Regions from separate parts of the Mus musculus genome. Here region 1 is linked to region 2. The links are chromatin contacts, called in public ChIA-PET maps. All regions are on one chromosome and are shown on one strand. The core of a region is the stretch at or near the end of the contact, and the rest is flanking DNA. Distances in the headings are between cores, read along the strand shown. Region 1 overlaps Rnf32 (ring finger protein 32). Region 2 overlaps Rbm33 (RNA binding motif protein 33).

Region 1 (3,858 bases), core at 1,089-3,588, 820 kb before region 2:
ACCCAATAGTCTACTTTGATAATTCTATGTGATTCTTGTGCATTTTATCATTATACAATAGCATTTGCAACACACCCCCACTATATTTTGTCTCCTTGCACTACTGCTGGGCAGAGACCGGCTAGAGTGCTCTGTTGCTGAGCAATATAGGGCTACATTGTCATGGGGTTTTGTTTCATTTTGTTTTGTTTTGCTTTAAAGACAGGGTCTCTTGTATCCCAGGCTGGCCTCTAACTTGCCAAGGATGTAGGTGCGGAGCACACCTTTAATCCCAGCACTTGGGAGGCAGAGGCAGGTGGATTTCTGAGTTTGAGGCCAGCCTGGTCTACAAAGTGAGTTCCAGGACAGCCAGGGTTATACAGAGAGACACTTTGTCTTGAAAAACCAACCCCCCACCCCCACCCCCCAAAAAAGAACAAAAAATTCTTTTGCCTACTTAAGTGCTAGGCTTATAGGCATATGCTGTCATACCTGGTTTATGTGGTATTGGAGATTGAACTCAGGGCTGACTGTATGAGCAGGCAGCCTAACAACTGATCTACACCCCCAGCCCCAATAAACAGCCTTTATTTTAACAAGCTCTATCTGAGTTCTGGTACTGGTGGTCAGGATTAGAAATGGTTGTTACATTTGTTTCAATTTAGGGAAATTGAAATGTTCATGTGAGATGCCATTTGCTTAACATCCATATCACATTTAATCCCATTCTTTAAGGAAACTCAGTGTTTTCCTGAGTTAAATCTGAGGCACAGTGACAACAACATGTCAAATATTCTAATTATATATTCTAATAACTGTGCTTATAACAAATAATTGAGGGCTTTTGTTTGTTTTGTGTGTGTGTGTGTATACACATGTGCCTTTAGTGCCTAGAAAAGGTACTAGAAAAAAATCATATTGCTTTATAATCAATGCTGTTATAGCATAGTTGAAATGGGCTGGCTTACCCATGTAAGGGTAAAGCTACACACAAGGTCATAGGTACTCCCTTTCTTCCTCTGAGATAAATGAGGCTCTTATGGGACCAGAAAGTGTATGGCTATGGTCATTCAGTCTTGTGCCTAAAGAAGATAATAACTACGAAAACAGTTCGATAATAAGGAAGATGGCAGTGAGGTCTCCATTCTCCCTGATGATGCAGACATTAACTGGGGCCTCTTAAGAGTTGTAAAAACTCAATTTTGTCTACTTTACCAGATGGTACCTGACTTCAACAAACAGCACACAATGCTGATCTGAATGTCATCATTTCAGGCAATGCTGTTGGAGGCCATCGAGTTGAACAAAGCGAGCTTGAGAGTGAAGTGAGCTGCAGCTGCTGCCTGTAGCTTCACCAGTCTCAGATGGTCACTCACACAGACTCTGTGTGTGTGGAGAGGTAGTGATATTACACACCCACCTTTTCCTCAAAGAACTTTCTCCTTAATTTGGCATCCGAAGGCGGGATTATTTTCCTCAGGTTTCTGTACCACTTTCTAACGATGTACCCTCGCCAATAGGCTTGGATCCTAAAATAGAGATAGAGAAATGATGACCACCTAATAGCCTTACTTTAAAACATTTTAAAATAGTTTATCATGTATATGAATGTTTTGCTTGCGTATGTCTATATCATTCGTGTGTCTGGTACACATGGAGATCAAAGCATCCAATTTCCAGGAAACAGAGTTACAGATGGTTGACAGCCACATTATAGAGGTACTAGGAACTGAATCAGGGTCTTTTAAAAGAACAGTTGGTCCTCTTACCCACCAAACCATCCCTCTAGCCCCTAATGGCCTTCTTTAACAAGTACTTCAGTATTCCTCCCAGCCTGCGATGCTGTGGTGCTCCTCTGAGTTAGTAATCACATCCTGAGCTGCAAGCATCTGTCTCCCCTCTGCAGGGCACTGAGGCCCCTCTTACCTGGTGGCACACTTTACTCTGAACAGGCGAGCCCCATCATGTATCACTCTTGTTTGATATTGGTTCTTTCTACAGAGGGGACAGGTTTTTTTATTTGTGAACTTTTCAAAAGCCTGAAGGCATGCCTAAAGAAAAGGATTTTACTTAAAACTTTATAAGTAATTGTTTATAAACAACATTTTTACTTCTAATGTAATTACGGTGTCTATTTCTCATAATTTCTACTCTGTCTAATTTAGATCATGAAGTAGTTTCATCAGATGTTAACACCTTCCTCATGAAACCTGTTCCAAAAATGATTTTCTACAGCTCATGCATGCAGAGACTGTCATGTGGTGTAAAGGAAAAATGCTAGGTATAAGACTGCCGTGCAAACAGCCAGCAGGAAGTGTGCTGTCGGCAGCTTTGATGTGCAGGTAACAATCTGCTACACAAACATTTGTGGTTATGTCACACAAAATCTATGATTTTCACAACAGGATGAGGTGCAGTCTAACCTAAAGCCATGTTTCTAATTACAAACGGGGCTCATGGTTCAACAAATGGCTCTTTAAATAAGCGGGGGAAGGAGGCCAGGCCTGGCGTGGGATTACTCACCCTATGGAATACATGTGAGCAGGAAAGCAGCACCTGTCCACCAGAAGAGAACAAGAGTCCTAGTTAGGACTGCATCCCCTAGAAGAGCTGTCTGAATGCTTCAAGGTAGCATTCAGACAGCTGACCACTTCTACACTTACACGGTGTTAAGTTTAATATAGCATAAACATATCATCTAAAGAAAGCCAATGACCCCAATACCACAAAACCACATCATGCTTGATATTAAGCTAGTGAAAGGATTGCCAAGGTAGACATTGCTAGGTAGATAGGGTGGGGCAGGGAGAAACCTGTCTATGTGCTGTGGTCTTGGTAAGAGAATAAGCAGAGATATGATAGGCAAACATCTTTTATAGGGCCTTGCTTAGCTAAATTATACTCCTAAACTTAAAATTGTAGCTTACTATAACATAATTATGAGAATCTTACATTTAAATAGCAAGACATTATGGACACAAACTACATTTTCCTTTTGAAATTAAAAGCAAGTGTGTTCATAAGAAAACTTCACCCTTCTGACTCAAACTTCACACCTAACAGTGATGTTTTGGTCTGGAAAAACAAAAACAAAAAACAAAAATCAAAACTAGCTTAGATCCAATGAGGAAGGGTTTTAGAGCACTGGCCACTGGAAGGTATGTCAGTGGAGAAGGTGAGTGGGCAGAGGCGTGTCTCCCCTGTTTTCAGTGCCCAGCCCCTATGGCTTTGCTCACTCTGGTCTCTTAAGTGGGACTAAGGGAAGGATTTTTAGAATAGAGCGTGTAAACCTAAAACCTTTCCTTTAAAAAATATTTATTTTATGTATATGGATGTTTTGTTTGCATGTATGTCTCTGTACCACATCCGTATGCTGCCCATAAAGGCCAGAAGAGGGCATCAGATTCCCTGGAACTGGAGTTCAGGTGGTTGTAAACACCATGTGGGTGCTAGGAACTAAACCCTAGTGTACTCTGGAAGAGCAGCCCTGTGAAACCTTTCCTGGACCCTGCCAACTATAAGCTTAAATTTAATAAACTGATGTATTAAAATCATCTGTGGACTCAAGTTCTTCACTTTTTAATATAATTTTTCAAAGTATTTTATCAACAGATATCAATTTGCTCTGAATAATATAATTTTTATATAACTCTAATACTAGAATATTATATTTTGTAATATCCATATTATTCATTATAAGCAAACAGTTTATGGTGATTGTTACACAAGTGAGGATATTTACACTCTGCCATAATTTCTGAGTTGGCCTGTTGTGAATCACATGAGTTCTGTTCTCACTTTAGATGGTGTCTTTTACTGCAGAGATAAGTGACTACTTGAAAGTATCTTGAAATCATTCATTCATTCATTCATGTGATT
Region 2 (4,143 bases), core at 552-3,051:
AGAAGTATATCTAAACATGTTTTTAAGTGATCTTCAAAATTTCCTGGATTATAAACTAGAAATTATGTTTATATGACATCTGATGGGATAAGGGGAGGAAAGGGAGAATGGGAGGGAGGAAGGATATATGAATGAATGAATGAATGAATGAGAACCAGTTTATATACCTCTGGTATGTAACTGATACTGTGGCTTCTGATCCAAGTGCCTTAGTTAAGGTTTCTACTGATGTTACAAAACACCATGACAAAAAAGAAATCCAGGGAAAGATTTATTGGATTAATTTAATCTCAGCCTGCTTCCTTCCAAGAGCATTAGCTCAGAGTAGCACCACCTCACTGTGTGCCGGGCCCTCTCATATTAACCATCAATCAAGAAGATGCCCAGGAAGCTTATTCACAGGCCATTCTGGTAGGAACATTTTCTAAGTTAGGACCCACTCTTACAAAATGACTCTAGCATGTGCTAAGTTGACATAAAAGTAACCACCACGGGGCTGGTGAGATGGCTCAGTGGGTAAGAGCACCCGACTGCTCTTCCGAAGGTCCAGAGTTCAAATCCCAGCAACCACATGGTGGCTCACAACCATCCGTAACAAGATCTGACTCCCTCTTCTGGTGTGTCTGAAGACAGCTACAGTGCACTTACATATAATAATAAATAAATAAATCTTTAAAAAAAAAAAAAAAAAAAAAAGTAACCACCACACCAAGTCAATCAGTAATCCTGACACTTTCCAATTACACAATTGTCCTCCAAAGCTGTGTAGAACTGCCACTTCAGGGACAGTCTGAAATGAAACACACTGAGGCCATCAGAAATCACAAACAGTGGGCCCACCTCTCATAACAGTTCAGAAGATTAGAAATGGTTTAGAACTCAGTATGTGTGAATAAGGTGAAACCCCAACTCTAGAGTCAGGCACCTGGCGTGCTGACAAGAGGTTACTTGAATCCACTGCTGACTGCCTTTGGTTCTACGGTCGATCTTGATGTCAGAGGAGCTGGGAGAGAGAACCGGCCTGAATGAAGGATCACATACTCCCTACCTTACAGTGATTTTCACTTTTTAAAAAAAGATTTATTTTATATATGTGAGTACACTGTAGCTGTCTTCAAACACATCAGGAAGAGGGCATCAGATCCCATTACAGATGGTTGTTAGCCACCATGTAGTTGATGGAAGCTCAGCACCTTAGAAGAGCAGTCAGTAACCATTTCTCCAGCCCTCATAGAATTTTAATAACTACCATGTGACTTTAAGAACATCATCATGTACTTTATAATCATCTACAGAGGACCAAAGGTGTTCTGGTTCAAAGACTGCCATCATCTGCCCATACAAGGCCCATTACCTCATCAAACATGACCAAGAAACAAAATCTTTATGATGTCAAATCACTGCCTAAAGTCAAAGTCATACCTCTACTTTGGTAACTTTACCACAGTCACTCAACCACATCAAAAGATTTCACTGAAAAAATTCAGTGTGAACTGCCACAGGTTATCATTGTCAACACAAAGCTCGCAGAGTTGGAGATTTCAAACAATAATCAACTTTCCCCTTAGATACAAAACATCTATGGCACTATGAACTCTGGAAACTATACTAGACTTCTACAATGCATCTATTTCTTTAAAAACTTTATTCATGTTTTGTTTTAAAAAACAAAAACAAAAAACAAAATTCCCCTGAGAACAGCTTCTCTGGTAGAAATGGCCCTTTCTGCCACCCATCCTCATTTCAGACAGGCCCAAACTGCTCTTTGAGGCTTGTTTCACAGACCCATCCTGGTGTAGACCACAGATGACCCACATCCCCACTTCCCAGCCTGCTTTTCACTATACAGTGAAAAGGCTCATTACAGCAGATTAGTATCACCAGGTGATTTTAACCAGTTGGTCCACCATCCCTGGGAAGTCTTTTTCCTATCCCTAGTCAGCTTCTTCTCCCACTGCCCTGGTCACTTTCCATCCAGTCATCTTCTGGTTCTGATCTGCAATATAGCTGCTTCTATGCCTGCAACAGTCTGAGCAGCCTTATACAGTAAGGCTTGGATACATCCAAGTATTGCATAGTTATTAGTAATGTGTGTGCTAATTTTTTTTTCTTTTTTTTTTTTCCATTTTTTATTAGGTATTTAACTCATTTACATTTCCAATGCTATACCAAAAGTCCCCCATATCCACCCACCCCCACTCCCCTGCCCACCCACTCCCCCTTTTTGGCCCTGGTGTTCCCCTGTACTGGGGCATATAAAGTTTGCAAGTCCAATGGGCCTCTCTTTCCAGTGATGGCCGACTAGGCCATCTTTTGATATATATGCAGCTAGAGTCAAGAGCTCCGGGGTACTGGTTAGTTCATAATGTTGTTCCACCTATAGGGTTGCAGATCCCTTTAGCTCCTTGGCTACTTTCTCTAGCTCCTCCATTGGGAGCCCTATGATCCATCCATTAGCTGACTGTGAGCATCCACTTCTGTGTTTGCTAGGCCCCGGCATAGTCTCACAAGAGACAGCTACATCTGGGTCCTTTCAATAAAATCTTGCTAGTGTATGCAATGGTGTCAGCGTTTGGATGCTGATTATGGGGTGGATCCCTGGATATGGTACTCCATTGTGTGGATGTGGTACATCTACACAATGGAGTACTACTCAGCTATTAAAAAGAATGAATTTATGAAGTTCCTAGCCAAATGGATGGACCTGGAGGGCATCATCCTGAGTGAGGTAACACATTCACAAAGAAACTCACACAATATGTATTCACTGATAAGTGGATATTAGCCCCAAACCTAGGATACCCAAGATATAAGATATAATTTGTTAAACACATGAAACTCAAGAAGAATGAAGACTGAAGTGTGGACACTATGCCCCTCCTTAGATTTGGGAACAAAACACCCATGGAAGGAGTTACAGAGCCAAAGTTTGGAGCTGAGATGAAAGGATGGACCATGTGTGTGCTAATTTTTAACAGCAACCTATTTAAGATAATCTAAGTTTTCAATCTATTATTTCATTTAGTCAATTTTTCATAGAAACAAACAGCATACTGACTTACAGCAAGCACTGAAGGCATGCTACTTATGTGGTATTTAACAGTGCTTCAGGCACCTCAATTTTTAGCTATGTTAACAAGTTGGCCAAGAGCAGAGCAGGAGGAATTGAAGAGGGAAGAATTTAACACAATACTTACACAAGACATGTACTGATAGCTGGAAATCAGCAACACTCAGTGTGAAAATTTTTATCACTTTAACTTTCACCAATTTCAAACAAGAGTGCAGCAAGCCTAAGTTATTCACAAGTCATCATCCCATGCTGCCAGTCTCACGCCTGCACAGCTGCTCTCCCCAGCCAACTGGCCCACCTTGTTCCTTTCCAAACCAGACTGATTTCCTGCAGTATACCTGGCTTTCTAGATAAATCAGGAATTACACCTATCTCCTTCCAGAACCAGAGTGACTTCCTGCATTGTGCCCCTGGTTTCTACACATACCTCCTACATTATCATGAAATACAAGACAAGACCTTCTGTAATTGGCCTTTCTGTTCAGATCTCAAAAAGACCTAACAGCAAGCTCCAGTTTCTTTTCACTCTGACTTCATAACTGAGTGTAATTAAGTTAAGCCCAGCATTCCAGTCTGTTTTCGTTACTAGGATCACAGAAGTAGAACGTGTGTTGGTTCCATGAACTGAGTCAGGGATCAATAGAATGAGTCGTATGAAAAACGAGGCTTTTCATAATCCTTCCCTCCACCCCACCCCCACCCCACCCTCCACCTCTCCAGACAGTTAATTTTGAATCCTCCAAGGAGATAAGGCAGGTGTAACTGGAAGAGCAGGCTGTTTTCTACACTGTAAAGAGTGAAGTTCTGCTGAGGTCTGCTGTCATGGAGAGACCAGGGTATAACTCTCCCCTTAACCCTTCAGTTCTGCCCCAATTAGTGGTCAGAGCCAAGAGGACTCCAGAGAGACCAATGCATGGTTTCCAGTAAGAACTTCAAGCACTGGGCGTGGTCGTGCACACATATAATCCCAGCACTGGGAGGCAGAGGCAGATAGATCTCTGTGAGTTCAAGTCCAGTCTACAGAGCAAGGTCTAGGACTGCCAGAATTACACACTGAAACCCTGTCATGA

Evidence for each region. ChIA-PET counts read pairs in DNA pulled down with a chosen protein or histone mark.
Region 1: a contact with region 2 is called in an RNA polymerase II ChIA-PET map of memory CD8 T cells, with 8 times the contacts expected there. The contact joins two enhancer-like sites. A contact is called at or near these places in 4 of 39 promoter capture datasets (the 3T3-L1 cell line, cranial neural crest, hippocampal neurons and 1 more), 1 of 484 Hi-C or Micro-C datasets (CD4 T cells), 5 of 115 datasets of contacts at active chromatin or transcription factors (astrocytes, embryonic forebrain, embryonic stem cells and 2 more) and 2 of 9 other capture datasets (adipose tissue and pancreatic islet).

Annotation. Positions count from the first base shown.
Region 1 is chr5:29,204,346-29,208,203 of GRCm38.p6, reverse strand. Rnf32 (ring finger protein 32) reads right to left here. Exons shown (of 10, transcript NM_001289757.1): 6 at 2,503-2,535; 7 at 1,906-2,030; 8 at 1,400-1,508. Among named protein-coding and RNA genes, the nearest start is that of Rnf32, 10 kb to the right of the region's middle. Within about 2 kb of position 2,338, at least 14 of the 459 cell types and tissues checked have an H3K27ac peak or open chromatin away from gene starts, as enhancers often do. A contact at or near this core is called in memory CD8 T cells, where this site is marked.
Region 2 is chr5:28,379,794-28,383,936 of GRCm38.p6, reverse strand. All of the region lies in intron 10 of Rbm33 (RNA binding motif protein 33), which reads right to left. Among named protein-coding and RNA genes, the nearest start is that of Rbm33, 65 kb to the right of the region's middle. Within about 2 kb of position 1,801, at least 9 of the 459 cell types and tissues checked have an H3K27ac peak or open chromatin away from gene starts, as enhancers often do. A contact at or near this core is called in memory CD8 T cells, where this site is marked.